Linked DNA regions of Mus musculus: all the other regions are linked to region 1. The links are chromatin contacts, called in public HiCAR-type, HiChIP or PLAC-seq, Micro-C and promoter capture Hi-C maps. All regions are on one chromosome and are shown on one strand. Each heading gives the region's core, a stretch centred on a gene start, on an enhancer-like site or on the middle of the called end of the contact. The rest is flanking DNA. Distances are from core to core; before and after follow the strand shown.

Region 1 (2,817 bases), core at 118-2,617:
CGAGGGCGCTGAGACATGTGTACTGCCTGTCTGCCGCCCTGCCACCTCGGTCAGCAACCTCACTTCGCCTTCAACCCTTCTCCAGCCAGACGCTTCTTTTTTCGGGGCTTCTGGGCTTTTATTGTAAATTCTATGACTAAATTACGCCGGTGAGCTGGGGCCAAAGACAGATGGATAAATTGTCCCCCTTCCCGGCTTGGGGAGGAGTCTCCATCCGGAAGGGTCTCCACCCTCAGCTTCGGGAACCGGGAGTGGCCTTAGTTCCCCGACTAGCTCTAGGGAGTCCAGGAGATCTCTGTGTGCGGGGAGGGGGTGTGAAGCAGAGGCCTGAGTGTCCCTTGTTTTGGGGCTCCCCAGTAGGGTGGGGTGTCAACCCGGGCTGGATTTTTCCCGCGCAGTTCTGGCTGGTTCACTGGCCTTGGAGGAGGAAGTTGGGACCCCTAGACAATCTTCTCTCTGGTCCAGGGGAGGAGAGACCAACTGGGGAAGAGGTGTCTGGAATGGCTGCAGAGCTGGTGTGTGTGCCTGTGTGTTGGGGAGCGCGCGCGGGGTGGGGTGGCAAGCGAGTCACTAGTGTGCGGTAAAAGTTCTTGAGCTCTGCATGCAGAACACACGAATAGGAGCGCGGGGTTAGACCCAGGGAGATAGGGTTGGCCTACAAGGGCGTCTTTGGGTTCCCTAGTGCTTTTGGGAAGACTCTCAGAACGGCTCCCCACAAGGAATACATCAGCTTGCAGAGTGGTGCTCTCTTTTTCAGACCTGGACCACCACGCCTGGGTTTTTCTACTGCCCTGCCCCCATGCCTCTAGGATGGCTCCAGCACCCGGGCCTCAGTGTCTCCCTAACCTCGTTCAGGCTTCCGAAACCTCATGGCTCTGGGGGTCCAGTGCAGGGGCAGGAGCACTTGGAGAACGCAAGCCTTCACCTAGCCAGGATGAGACATTGCATGGAGAGGAGGGGGCGGGAGGCTTCGTTGGTTTGAGCGTGGACACTGGCCGGGGGATCTAGTCGGTTTTCCGGCCAAGGCAGCAGGCTGGTCCCAAGGGCGGGCAGTTGAGCCGAGGGAGCCAGCGGTGGAGCTCACCCCTAGGCCAGTGTTCCTGGGCGCCAGCGCCACTCCGGTGTAGCTTCCATCACCGCCGAGTCGCTACCACTGCTGCTGCAGAGTGTAGCTGCTCCGCCGCGCTCCCGCGCGCTGCGCCGCCAGCCGCCAGGGAGCCGGGGCGCTGAGCCCCGAGCAGAGGAGAGGGGCGAGGCGCGAGAGCCTAGGCGAGGAAGCCGCGAAGGGGGAGGGAGGGAGCAGGCGGGCGGAGGGAGGAGCAGGGAGAGAGGGAGTAGGGAGGGGAAGAGAGAGAGAGAGGGAGAGTGAGGGAGAGCGGAGATCGAGAGCAAAGAGCGAGAGCGAGGGAGAGGAGAGGAGAGGAGAGGAGAGGGAGAGAGGAAGGGAGGAAAGACACACGCAAGCACAGGCACACCGGCACTGGAATTCCATTAGAAAAAGTGAGCCGAAGCAAGGGATAGCGGGAGAAGATTTTTTTTTTTTTATTTTGAATCTTTTTCTTCGTCTTGGTGCCAAAGAAGCGACTCTGGTCTCCCGTCCTAGAAGCTCTACTGGATTGCTCCCATCCGTCGGTGGATTTCTTTCCTATTTGCATTTATTCTGACCCCCCTCCCTCGCTGCTTTCTTCCAGTCCTTCACTTTCAGATCGCCTCGCCCCCACCTCTCCAGTCCCCTCCTGGGAAGTGCAGGGGAATTGGACCCACGGGGACTCGCGCCTTCCCGGCCGCGAGAGCGAAGGGCTGGGCTGACCTCAGGACCAGGCTGTTGGCTTAGAAGGCAGCCAGACACATAGCTACGTGTGTTTGATTTCAGTGGCAAGGGGGGGACGTCGAGAGGCAGCCCACCGCCCGCCTCCCACCCCTCCCCCTCCAGCCAGCAGCGAGAATCCCTGGACTCGGGATCTTCAACCGGCGGCCGCCTGGCGGGATCTCCGCATTGGATTTGGGGGTCGTTATCATTGCTTGGCTGTTATTATTACCGTTGTTATTTTATTTTTATTTTTTAAACCTAAGGGAGAAAGACACATACACACAAAACTGTGGGATTTATTTAACATGATCTTGGCAAACGCCTTCTGCCTCTTCTTCTTTTTAGGTGAGTACCTGCAGGTGGCGAGTCTGGGGGTCACAAGGGGCTGCGCGCGTTCAGTCGCCCACTGGAAGCTGGGCATGCGGGGGTGGGCTTGGGGGCTGCAAGCAGGGCGCCGTGGGAGACACCGGGAGATCGCGCCAGGCTGGGAGCCCGGGCCTGGGGCTCCGGGGAGCCGAACTGCCTGGGAGGCTCTAGAGGAGGGAGCTGTGCAGCGGCTAGCTGGTTGCGCGGAGGACCGAGAAGGAGACTTCCAACATTCAAACCATCTCCGCACGCACTCCCGTGCCGCGCGCGCGCACACACCCCGACACACACTCTTACTTGCAGGCCGTGATAGCGCTCATTTCCCTCAAAATAATGGGTTCAATTTGCAACAACTTAGGAAGGAAAAAAATGCAACTGTTGGTGTGAATGAAAGGAAGGATGGGGAGAGGCTGGCGGGACGCTATCAAGCCTGCCCCTCCTTTCTGGAAGGCTCTCAGAGTCAGTGGGTTTCGGCAGGAGGTCTTGGTTTGGACGTTTGCGGGGAGTCCTTGTAGTCACCTCCTACTTGCCAATCAGTCTCAGGAACGCACCCTATCTCTCCACTCTCTGTAGCACTTTGCAAGTTTCTCCCTACCCACGGCCTCCCTTTCCAAGCCAGATGGGTAGGTGGAGCTCAGGCT
Region 2 (2,817 bases), core at 136-2,635, 410 kb after region 1:
GGTTTACCATTCACTATGTTATTCTCCTAGTTTTGTGCAACCTGTAAATTTGATGGTCACATCTTCTATGTATTTATTCAATGTATTGATGAAAGTATTGAGTATGATCGGGTTAACTGGACAGAGACTCTGCAGAGGGCAAGGGCAGAAACAGGTTTTCAAGGCATGCCAATAAAAGACATGCCTCGTTACTTTCACTGGTTCAACACATATTTATTGACCAGCTGATATCTTCTGGCCAACTGGTGTTCCAGTGAGTATACAGTCATAAATACAATTTTTCATGACCATAACCTCCTGGTGCCCTTTGTAAAGATTTTTATTAATCAACTTTTTTTATACTGGGGGAGGAGAGCTTTGTGCTGATCATCAACTAAAGGAGTTTCCTGTTGGGTAAGGGCTACCTCCATCATGGTGCATATTCTTGCCTTTCAATAGTTGGTATTTCAACTAGATTATGAATATTCAAGATGTACTACTCTTTATCCATGTGGTTCTCAGAGATAATGATTTAATGGATCATTAAGAATCTTAATAAATAAGAAAGTACTAATGTGGGTATAGTTTTTGTGGGGTATAGTTTTTTCTACTAGTGAGTTTGTAAAAGAATGGTACTAATTTACACTGATATAAATTGATATAAAATGATATCATCATTTAAAAAAACATAGTCCCTGCCCTCTGAGAGTTTCTTGCCTTGTGAGAGCGAGCTGCTAAGCAAAGACACAAAGGAATGAATGTAAAACGGACACTGTGCTGTTTGCAATGAAGGAAGCAACTGGGTGTAAGAGAAGTGAACGAGAGAGGAAGTGGGGAGATGGTTGTCAGAGAAATGGCATTCTGGCTTATACAAGAAGGAATACATAGAAGCCATGCAGAAATTCCTGCAGAGACCACTCAAGGCGGAAGACTGTGTGCAGGAAGCTTCCTATGGTGCATTTGTTGGTGGTCTCTCTGTGCTTGAAGATCTGAAGGAATCTAGCAGGATATAGAAACAGTCAGGGCTTGGAGGCATTAACTGTGAATGAAAAGCAGGCCTCTCCCGACATGGTCTGCCAACTGTCTAGATGGGACCAATGCCTCTGTTACCCTCAGAGGGAAGGCAATGTATGACCTCAGCTCTCCACAGGGACTCCAGGTGCAACCAGAACTGGGCTGCTGGCTTTCCCAGCGGGTGTATGCAACTCCCCTGAACACCTGGTACCCAAGCACTCACAGGACCAGCTTTTACAAGAGCCGATGACAACTGAGAGCGTGGGGGGGCGGTTGTCCATCTCCTGGGCCCAGTCCAAAATGCTGAGAGGCGTCAGTGCCAAGTGGCACAGCTGCAGAACCCCTGTCACTTGTTTGCTGGGTCCTTGTCAGGGAACTGGCCAGGGTTTGCTCAGCCACAATAGAGTGCTTGGATTTCATTCAAGATGCAAAGGGCAATCAGTGAAAAGCTTCGAGCAAGTAGATGAGCAAGGGAATCCGACTGGTATTTAAAGCCTTAACTCTGCTGGCTGAATAGGAATGGAGTACCTGCGGACACAAGCTGAAGTAAGGGACAAGTTGAAAGGCTACTACTGAATTAGCTAAGATGAACTAAAGCGAATGAGCAATCGAGTTTACACTGGGGATGGAGATGGAGAGAAGTAAGGAGATCTCACATGAGGCTAGGAAGCAGGAACAGTGAGAGGCACCAGCAAGCACACAGCAACTGGAACCTTATGGAAAAGACGCCCAGGTATCTGTATGGAGCTACTGCTCAGGGTTGATGACCTACCTGAATATTATGGGAAGGTATGGGGATTCTAGTTACATACATGGGGAAAGGGGAGAATTCATTTTAGGAGAGACAAAAAAAGAGTAAGTCCCTCTGGTGATTTGAATGTGACGTGTCTTCCATAGGCTCACAGAACTTACCATTTGGTCCCTTGTTGATGACTCTGTTTTGAGAGGTTGTGGAACCTTAGGAGGTAGAGCCTCAGTGGAAGACATAGGGGCAGGTTTGAGAGTTTATGATCATCTTCTGCTTTGCTCTCTGTCTCATGTCTGGCTGGAGATGGTGACCCCTCCGTTATCTGGGCTGGCTGTCCCCTGCCATTTGTCTCCCATCATTATGGATGCCCCTTCCATAGCCATTAGTCAAAATAATCCTTTTCTCTGTAAATTACTTTTAGTCATGGTATTTTATCACAACAACAGAAAAGAAACCAATCAGTAACCTTTAAACGAGTGGTGTTTGAGTGGTCTGTCAGGCGTTCTGATGGAGATGCTTAAGTAGATTGTTGGATGTATATATCTGGAAGGTCAAAGAAGTGTGAGGTCTGGAGATGGAACTGCTGGGATGTTGTTTGGTATCATAATTCATGGTACTTAAAACCATAAAGCCAAGATGGGGACGGGGAAACAGAGGATGAGGGCATAAGGTAAAAAAGATCTACTCTGTAAGAAAAGAATGGACTGATGACTATCAATGGAGAAAATGTTTAGGCAGGAAATCCTGCTAACAATGTGTGAAACACATAAGGCTAAAGGAGAGGTGGCCTGCATATTTGGCAAACTCAGATGATCTTGACAGTAACAGGTTGAATGCTGGGATGCAGACTTGTCCCAGGCAGAAGATTGGAATCCCCCCCCCCCTTTATTAAGTATAGATTCATTTCTCACACAATATAATCTGAATATAGTTTTCCCTCCTTCTCTTCTAGCTCATCTCCTTCTCCTCTCCCCTCTTGATCCACTCCTTTCTGCCTCTCATTAGAAAAGAACAGACTTCTAAGGGATAGCAACAAAATATAATAAAAACCAAAAAAAAAAATACCCATCATATTG
Region 3 (2,817 bases), core at 221-2,720, 370 kb before region 1:
GGGAAGTCGAGGAAAAGTTGTGATAACTTGTCCCCAGTGTATTCCAGACAGCCTGCTTGGGAACATCAATTAGGCCAATGGCCTGAGTGTGTCTGGTCATCTGGTCACTCCAAGGGAATCACAGCAGGAGAGTCCTCATGAACAAAGATCACACACACACACACACACACACACACACACACACACACACACACACACACTAGAAGCCCTGACTTGACTAATTAGCCTCAGGTGTCTGTAGGGCGAGAGAGCTGATGTAGAATATCTGAGACCTCTTTGTGAGACTCATTTGCTAACCTAACTGAGCTCTGGCAAAGCTCTCCTGGCACACAAAGGCACAGGTAAGTCCCCCTGTGCCCCCCAAGCCCCCACCCCTGCCGCCAATTTCTCTGACTTTGACAGCTGTCTCTTGAGTGTTCAGAGAGCTCCTGCTGCTGGCTAGATTCATAGGATTGCCTATGAAGAAGTATTCCATAGAACCTCCTGAAAAACTTTCTCCTTCCACTGGGCTGAGAAGCCGGGAAAATCTATCCCTTTGGAGCTGCAGGCCTTCTTTCTGGGCATCAAACCAGACAGATGTGCTGTGCGGCACTATGGCAAACAGACAAGCAGGCAAACACCAGTATTCCACAAAGCAGGAGGGATAGGGGAGAAGGGACACGGACGGACGGACGGACGGACACACACACACACACACACACACACACACACACACACACAGTTTGGCCAGTAAAGTTTCCCGGTGGAGAAAAAGCCTCCTTGCCAGCGGGATTCGCTGGGACCGAGGGAGGTTTCCCCAGGATTCCTCTGTGAAGGCGAACGGCAGCCGCAGCAGTTTCCACAAACAGCAGCAAAACTTCAGTCCTAAAAGTCCCCCAAACTTCCCCCTCCCTTTCTCCCTCGGTCTTTTGTTCCCCCACTGCATTGCCAACCAAGCAGCTCCCAGCTTCCCACACTGGACTGTCCTCCCCCAACCCCAACTACAACCCCAACCCCAACCCCTGCCCGGCCGGGAGCCTCGATCCCAGCCTGCCCACGCCCGGCTTCCGTGCGCCCTGGGGGAGCCGGGGGTCGCTCACCCGCCTTGCAAGGGTCTTTGTAGTTGAGGAGCTCCGGGGCGTCCTCCTCGCCCAGGTCGTAGGTGTAGTCGGCCAAGTCCAGCGGCCGGCCGGCGCGCGGGAGCAGCAGCAGCAGCAGTAGCAGCGGCAGCGACAGCAGCGGCAGCGGCGGGCGGGCCACGCCGGGCATGCTGGCGGGCGGCGGTGGCGGTGGCGGTCGCGCCCGGACGCGGGAGCGGGGCGACGGGGAAGGGAGCGCTGAAGGCGAAGGGGAGGCGCTCTCCCCCCGAGGCCACCTCTTCCCGTCCCGTTTCCTGTCTCCCGCCCCCCGCTCGGCCCGGCTCTCTCCGGCCCTGGGCTCCGGCGTCCCCTCGCCCTCCTCTCGGTCGCTCCCTTTCTTTTCTCGCCGCCCTCCCACTCCCCACCCCACCCCCCCTTTTAGGGAAATGAGCTCGCTGGAGGGCGGGTTTTCGCCCAGCTCAGCCCCCCTCGGGGCCGGGACCGTGCTCGGCCGGGCCGGGAAGCACGCCAGCCGGGCGGGGAGGACGAGAGTAGCACCGCCCGCCCCGGAGGGGAATCCGCTGCCTGGGACTGGGGCAGGGGCCGGGGAGGGGGCGCGGGCCAGGGATGCCCGGAGGCACCGCTCCGCGAGGGGCCCCCTACAGGCCGCTGTCCTGTACCAGGCGGAGTGCCTCCGGGCACGGGACACGCTGTCAGGTCCGTTCCTTCCTCTTAGACACTGGATCAGCGATCGATCGTTCTCTCCCAGAGACTCCAGAGTCTGTCTGTCTTAGATCTCGGCTCTCTCGCTTCTCACTGTCTCTCTGTCTAGCTGTCTCCCTGCCTGTCTCTGTCGCTGTCCTTCCTTGTGGACACACCGCTGGAGGGCGCCTAACACCCGTGTATGGCACCCAGGTCCCGTCCTCTGTCCCTGCCTTTTGCTCTGTTCCCCATTACCTGGGGTAGGACCAAACCTCCATCACTCTTAGAAAGGACGTGGCAAAGCGCCCCAACTCTCCAAACCCTCTCCTTCCTAGGACGGCTTCTGCTAGAAGCCGAGCTGAGAAAATGTGAAAGAAAAGAAGCGCCACTCTTTGTTTTCCAATCAGGCTGCTTTATTCTTTTGTGATAGGATCCCCCTGGCCCGTAGGAGAGACACCTTTCCTTTACAGACTTCCACCGGTTTCTGGGCAGGAGCAGCTTCCTGCTTGTCTGACAAAGACCCTTTGCGGAGGGTCTTTCCTGTCCCGCTGCGGTTTCTACCGACCCTGTGAAGCAAAGAACTAATGCTTATGGGGACTGAAGAAGCCACCCGCTTGGGTCCAGTGTGGGATGTGTCTGGGAACCCTCCATCCTCCGAGCTCCCGAGACCACTGACTTTAAGAGATACCTAGTAGGTCCCCTGACAAAGCAGGCAGCCCAAGCCCTGCCAGTGTTGCCCAGGCACCCTGAAAGGTACTGTTGCTCACCTGTGGATGCTAGATATAGTAGAGTGGTAGCTCTCCACACAGGGTGCTCACAGCAAGGCCTAGGAAAGCCAGGTCTCTCCCGGAAGAATCGGACTCGGAACCAGTATCATGCCCTTCCTCCTGGCCCAGCTTAGAGGTGGGTGTGGAGGGCTTGGCCTGGAAAGAACACCTACTTTCAATGTCACCTGCTTTATTTAGTGTGGGACACTAAGTTGGTAATTCTCGAGGATCAGTTTCCTCACAAATTCAGAGAGGGACTGGGTTGGATGTAGAAGCCCATAGGTCATGTC
Region 4 (2,817 bases), core at 202-2,701, 340 kb after region 1:
CTGATTGGATGTTGTTACAAATCACTCATTGTCATACAAGGCATTTGGAAAGGAGGCCATCGGGGACTGATTGCCGCTTAGGGTAAGTGATTTCTGTTTAGAGTGACTGAGCAGATGAAGGCTTGGCTCGTGCTCATTGCCCTTTCTCCCTGTTTGCTGTTGTGTTGATTTTCTTTTGGAGGGGAAGCAGGAAGAGGAGGGGTCATTGCAGATGCTCAGAGGATGTAGTAGTGTGGAGGGGCTAGACATTCCACTCCCCACTTCACCCAAACCCTCCCTATTCGGTCTACCTGAGGGAAGCAGACAGAGGGGAAGAGCCTAGCTCACTTTAACCTGGCAGGTTAGTGTGAAGGTGCTGGGCTAGAGGCCAAGTCCAGACTACAGGCTAGCATCCTCGTTCATGGCTAGGCACTAAGATAATGGCTAGAACTGGGAATTTTATTAACTCACCCTGCATATAGCTGTGCAGGCTCAGCATACCCCATGGGGCAGTTTCTCTGCTTCTGGTTCCAGTCTACAGTCTCTTCCTCTGGACCCCTTACTATCTCATGACTGGAGCTTCCATTTGACTATGAGAGGATCCAAACAGGGAAGAGAGCTGGCTGGACTCGTTCAGTGTCTCTGGTCACTCTCCTTCAGTTGCCTCCATTGTTATGTTGGAAACACTACTATGATGGAGAAATATCCTTAAACCTTGAAGTTGGCTTCACTTTCACTCACACACAGAGGTGGATTCCTTGTATCCTACCAGAAGACACCAAAGAACAAGAGAGGTAAAAAGTTACAAAATTGAAGGAATGGTGATGGAAGAAAGGCCATCAGACATCAATTTTGGTGAACTCACAATTTGATCGGACAGTTGTCTGAGGTTTTACTAACAGGCAAATGAGTCAGAGAGTCGTTGAAGGGCACTGGATGGGTGGGGCCTATCAGCTCTGAGCATGCACTGGAATGAGTTGAGTTATATCTCCCTAAACTACACTGAAGTCTTAATGGCCATACTTTAGCTGGTTTTCACCAGTGTGATGGATACCTGAGAAAAACAACTTAAAAAGAAGGGAGATTTATTTTTAGCTGACACTTTCAGGGTCTTAACCCATGATTGGCAGACTCCATTGTATCACTTCTGAGGAGAAGCAGATCATTACAGCAGAGGAAGAGGTTGCTTACATCATGGCAGTCAGGAAGCTATGAATGGGAGCTAGGACAGTTGTTGTTGGAGGAGGATCCCTAGAGCACCCACAGTGGGCCCTGTGCATAGACTCACAACACTACAGTCTTGCCTCATGGTAAATACGAGGTGGGTGTAAGGGGTGGGCAAAGCAGTCGAGGGAATAGGTCACTGTGGTTGTAATGTGACAGAAAAAGGTAGGGGACGGAACATGAGGAATCTTGTGAGCATAGACCCTGAGTGTAGGCTTACCCCGCAAATCCATGTTGACTGACTCAGCAATGACTCACTGACAGAGCAGTGCCTCAGATTCCAGGAACTCAAACTGAGTGAGATGAAATGGAGTCTTACCTGTTTTCTTAAAGTAAAAAAAAATGTGTGTGTGGGGAGATTCTTACTTTAAGAAATTTATATTTCAATGAGAGAGAGAGCATGAGTGAGAGAGCCAGAATGAGGGGGGAGGGAATATGATTACACACACAAAATCATAATTAGGTGCTATTTAAAAAGACTGATAAAATGCAGACTGATGGCAGGGAGACTCCTTATTTAGGTCAGGCTGACAGAGTTGATTGGGAAGGAGAAGAGCTGGGCTGTGCTGAAGTGAGAGGCAAATAAGTCTCTGGGCTAAAGGCGATGGTCCAAGCATAGGAATAGTGCGTGCTCACAGAGTGGAAAAGACCAGAGGACATCTGTATATGTCAATGCCTTGTCAAAGGTGAGAAACTGCAGGGCACAGTGGATTCACGTATAGTCTCTTGTGCCATGTCTGTGGCAACAACTAAGTCCTTCTTTGTGTTTTCCCCCTGTCTTTGTTAAAAAAAGTGTCCTTTCTCCAATTAACATTCTGACTATGTTCATTTTCTTGTACGTGGTTTGGTGGTATATGTATGTGGGGATGTCTGAAGGACTGTGAACACTCTCTTACACATGTGGAATCATTGCACTCCTGACTCTAGCTCACACTGAGAACATGGCTTGGGTCATTTGTCCCCTATCAAATGAAGTGAACTGCATTTCACGAATAGGCTCGGCCCTTACTCTGAGTCAGGTGCCAAGTGAATCTGTTTTTTTTCTTTTTTTTCCTCTGATTTGTCCAAAGACCAAAAAAAAAAAAAAAAAAAAAAGGCTTGCAAAGTGTGACATCCGTATCCAATGCTAATGGTATGGTGGAACCTCTCCAAGAGAACTGATAAACTTCTCAGATTGAGGGCAGACCATGAGGAGAGACCAGTTCCAGATGTGCAATTTGGAACCCATGTCTAAGAAACACTCACAATTTGGAATGCTCAGAAGTAGAACCTCAGAAAATGAAAGTCTGGGAGCAACTTCACTGTTGAATCTGACCCAATAGAAACCAAGAGAAGCCAGCCATGCTCAACTTTCTCCAAGGATATGAGAGGGCCAGGAGTCCAGTGTGTGAATTCTGGAAAAATGAAAGAGTATTTGAAGCAAAGCTTTGGGAATATGAAATCAAGGAGTCCCAGCCCAGCAATGCTCTAAGTTCAGTCTTCCTTCCTGGAGCTTAGATGGGAAGCTGAATCTTGGAGGTAGCAAGGTAGTGCAAAGTTGCACACAACCATTTTGTCATAGGAGGACCCAGGACCTTGTGATTCGTCCTTCTTTAACTTTTGAGTTGCTAAGAG
Region 5 (2,817 bases), core at 219-2,718, 340 kb before region 1:
AGGCAGATATGGCGACTGGAGGTGCGGGGGTGGGTATCTGTTCAGCTCCCCTGACACAGTCCCTATCACCTTAGGGGAAGACAGCCACAAGCCCCCAGGACTCAGGACAGCCCCGGGTTCCACTCTGGCCACTACCAGGCCTCAAGCCACAAGACTCTCCCACAAGCCTCTGCTAAGGTAGGCCAGGGAACTTAGATGGGGACCACAGGCACGTGCCACCCCACCACCCTGCCCTGGAGCCAGGAGCCAGAGGTCAGGCTAGACCCCCTGCTGCTCCAGTCCCTGTTAGACCCTCCTCATTCCGCTCCCTCAGCAAACTAAGGTCAGGTCACCTCCAAAGGAGTGGATAAGAAAAGGAGTATGAAAACCCCAGCCATGTAAACAACCCCTGCCAGCCTGCCCACCACAGACTTGGTCTCTGTGAAGGAGAGGAGCAAGGAGGATCTGTATCAACAAGGCCCAAGTCGGAGCAGGCAGCTAGGATGGAAGGACAGACCTCCTCCCCCAAGTACCTATCCTGGTCTTAACAATTGGTGAAAAGCTCCTTGCCTTCACTCCTGTCCCTTAAGTGAAAGACATTGGGCTCTTCATGATACCCCTCAACTTCAGAGATGGTGGAGGGACTTGGGACCAGGCTGTGGCCACCCAAATCCATTCCTTCCACAGCAGTGGGGGGTGGGAGTGAGAGTAAGTGGTGTTGCTTCTGTTTCAGCCTGGGCTCGGAGGCAGGGGAGTAGAGGGGCAGAAGGTGGGTGCTTTTAGAGAAGGGAAGCACCCGTTGGGCGTGTGGGTTTCTGTGTGTGTCTGAATCTGTCTGTCTGTTTGTGTGTGTGCTCTGGAACCACCCCCGCAGAAGAGCAGGGATGCTTCCTCGGGTGGAGGGTGCCCTGTTTGCCCATTTCCTCTCCTACTCAATGTTCCCTCCCAGGAGCCACTCCCATGGGCTCCTCTCCAGGCTGGGCCTGAGAGCACCAAGAACATTGAAGATGGGGCAGCCCAGCAGGCAACCCCAAGTGGAGCTTGCAATGCTTGTGTGCTTCTGGTCCCTTCACCTCTCTGGACACTTGGTAGAAATCAAGGCGCTTAGACCAGGGAACAGACCAGATATCAGGTCAGGCCCTCCCAGATTCCAAAGCATAGTGCTTTGTAACATTGTGCCCAGAGAGGGATGCTGGGTAGGGTCTTGGGCCCCGACACTATGAAGAGTGGCTTAGCCAGGTGATGATGAAGAATGAGGTAGGGAAGACACCAGCCATTGGGGTGTGCCCAGAGCTGAAAAGGACAGGGAGAGAGTGGTCCAGCAGGCACGGGCCTGCTGGCGTGGGTCGCAGCACCCATCACTGACCCGTGAGAACCCGACTGCCCCTGCCAGCTCTGGCACTGACCCCTCCCTGCCGCCCCGCCCTAGCACCCCGGGGGGCACCCCGCCTCATCCTGGCCTGGTCCGGCCCCTCCCGCCCTTTGCTCCAGTTCCCGGGCTTGGCACCTATAGTGGGGGTGCTGCCCGCCTGCCAGGCTCCGGGCCGGGCCCACGGGAGGGTGGGGCGGCTGGGAAGCTGGCACACTGCCCCAGGGGAGCCTCTCTCGGCAGGCGCCCGGGTGCCGCGGGGGGGAGGGGGGAACAAAGGGCTCATTCTCCCCGTGCGCAGCCGGTGGCATCGCCGGGGCGTTGGCGGAAGCCCCCGGGGCTCAGAAGGGGGCAGGCCCAGGCGGGGCCGCCGAATCACGGGCTCCTGTTTCCCGCAGGGTGCTGGAGGAGGAAACCGGCGGAGCAGCTTCCCCACTCTCAGTTGCGCGTCTGGCGATGGCGATCAGAGGTCCTGCTGCGCTCTCCGCTGCGCTCTCCCTCCATTAGCCGCGCTACGCGGTGCTGCGCCCTCGCTGGTGCCTCGCTCCTGGCTCACAGGATCGGCCCCCCACTTCCAGGCACGACCCCCTTCCCCGGCCCCTCGGCCTTTCCCCCCACTCAGCCATCTCCGACCCGGGGCGCGCGTTCCCCCCGGCCCGGATCCTTCTCTCCCTCCGGGGACACCCGCTCCCTAGCCCCGGCTCGACCCTCCCCAAAGCGCAGCACGGAGTCTCGGCGTCCCATGGCGCAACCCACAGCCTTGGCCCAGAAGCTGGTGCGGCCCATCCGCGCCGTGTGCCGCATCCTGCAAATTCCGGAGTCCGACCCCTCCAACCTGCGGCCCTAGAGCGCCCCCGACGCCCGGGGGGAAAGAGAGCGCGAGAGCGCTGAGCAGAAAGCGGGAGAACGCCCCGAAGCCGGCCCATGGGGAGCGAGTACCCAGCACCGGCTAGCACGACCGCCGCCCACACCGCGCCCGGCCTGTGAAGCCCAGGTAAGCGCCAAGAGGGAGCGCGTTCTGGGCTAATTGTAATGGGGGAGTTTATGAGCTGATCCCAAGGTGCAGGCAGGGAGTGAAGTGCCGGTGTCACTCTGAACTGAACCTTACATCTTAACATGGAAAAGTTAGGATGCCCAACTAAGGGGGCTGGACTGAATGCAAGCTGCAGCTCCAAAAATTCTTGGCGCCTCCGCCAAGGCTCACGTACATCCATCCCTCTTGGAGTTTCCTCTGTCCGGCCATGGGGACTACTTCAGGAGACTACAGCTGATCTGGTGCCACCTGTCATCCTGGTCCCTAGCAAGCGTGTTCAATTTTCCCTCGCTTGCGTCTCTCTGGGGCCCAGCCTGCTTTCCCCGCCTCCTTCCCTCCCCCCTCCGGGCTTCAGTTAGCAGCGGTGCCCTGGCACTGCCGTCGGGCTTGGGCAGCTCGACCCACCCTAGTCTGAAACCTCTTAATCCCTTCTCAC

Evidence for each region. Promoter capture Hi-C pulls out the DNA fragments that hold promoters and counts their contacts. A called contact is a pair of places that touch in the nucleus more often than the background predicts. HiCAR-type assays count read pairs that join an accessible place to other places. HiChIP or PLAC-seq counts read pairs in DNA pulled down with a chosen protein or histone mark.
Region 2: a contact with region 1 is called in an H3K27ac HiChIP or PLAC-seq map of oligodendrocyte precursor cells, with 7 times the contacts expected there. The contact joins the enhancer-like site here to the promoter of Gfra2 in region 1. A contact is called at or near these places in 8 of 39 promoter capture datasets (the 3T3-L1 cell line, the HPC-7 cell line, embryonic stem cells and 3 more), 2 of 15 datasets of contacts at CTCF or cohesin (pro-B cells and stem cell-derived epiblast-like cells), 3 of 484 Hi-C or Micro-C datasets (the HL-1 cell line and bone marrow-derived macrophages), 10 of 115 datasets of contacts at active chromatin or transcription factors (embryonic forebrain, embryonic hindbrain, embryonic midbrain and 6 more) and 3 of 9 other capture datasets (adipose tissue, embryonic stem cells and liver).
Region 3: a promoter capture Hi-C map of embryonic stem cells shows a contact between it and region 1, with 10 read pairs. The contact joins the promoter of Bmp1 here to the promoter of Gfra2 in region 1. A contact is called at or near these places in 1 of 39 promoter capture datasets (embryonic stem cells), 5 of 484 Hi-C or Micro-C datasets (all in embryonic stem cells) and 1 of 115 datasets of contacts at active chromatin or transcription factors (embryonic stem cells).
Region 4: a contact with region 1 is called in a HiCAR-type map of PVALB interneurons, with 4 times the contacts expected there. The contact joins the enhancer-like site here to the promoter of Gfra2 in region 1. A contact is called at or near these places in 5 of 39 promoter capture datasets (the 3T3-L1 cell line, embryonic stem cells, hippocampal neurons and 2 more), 2 of 15 datasets of contacts at CTCF or cohesin (large pre-B cells and pro-B cells), 4 of 484 Hi-C or Micro-C datasets (Th2 cells, cerebellar granule neurons, cerebral cortex and 1 more), 10 of 115 datasets of contacts at active chromatin or transcription factors (PVALB interneurons, astrocytes, embryonic forebrain and 3 more) and 2 of 9 other capture datasets (adipose tissue and embryonic stem cells).
Region 5: a contact with region 1 is called in a Micro-C map of embryonic stem cells, with 2.4 times the contacts expected there. The contact joins the promoter of Hr here to the promoter of Gfra2 in region 1. A contact is called at or near these places in 1 of 39 promoter capture datasets (embryonic stem cells) and 5 of 484 Hi-C or Micro-C datasets (all in embryonic stem cells).

Annotation. Positions count from the first base shown.
Region 1 is chr14:70,888,740-70,891,556 of GRCm38.p6, forward strand. It overlaps Gfra2 (glial cell line derived neurotrophic factor family receptor alpha 2), which reads left to right and starts at 1,368. Exons shown (of 9, transcript NM_008115.3): 1 at 1,368-2,155. The coding sequence starts at 2,116.
Region 2 is chr14:71,298,721-71,301,537 of GRCm38.p6, forward strand. No RefSeq gene overlaps it. Among named protein-coding and RNA genes, the nearest start is that of Gm4251, 49 kb to the left of the region's middle. Within about 2 kb of position 1,386, at least 16 of the 459 cell types and tissues checked have an H3K27ac peak or open chromatin away from gene starts, as enhancers often do. A contact at or near this core is called in oligodendrocyte precursor cells, where this site is marked.
Region 3 is chr14:70,518,790-70,521,606 of GRCm38.p6, forward strand. It overlaps Bmp1 (bone morphogenetic protein 1), which reads right to left and starts at 1,471. Exons shown (of 20, transcript NM_009755.3): 1 at 1,080-1,471. The coding sequence starts at 1,248. Sftpc (surfactant associated protein C) reads right to left here. Exons shown (of 6, transcript NM_011359.2): 5 at 2,528-2,683; 6 at 2,152-2,326. The coding sequence ends at 2,537.
Region 4 is chr14:71,229,235-71,232,051 of GRCm38.p6, forward strand. No RefSeq gene overlaps it. Among named protein-coding and RNA genes, the nearest start is that of Gm4251, 21 kb to the right of the region's middle. Within about 2 kb of position 1,452, at least 18 of the 459 cell types and tissues checked have an H3K27ac peak or open chromatin away from gene starts, as enhancers often do. A contact at or near this core is called in PVALB interneurons, where this site is marked.
Region 5 is chr14:70,552,766-70,555,582 of GRCm38.p6, forward strand. It overlaps Hr (lysine demethylase and nuclear receptor corepressor), which reads left to right and starts at 1,469. Exons shown (of 19, transcript NM_001379479.1): 1 at 1,469-2,342.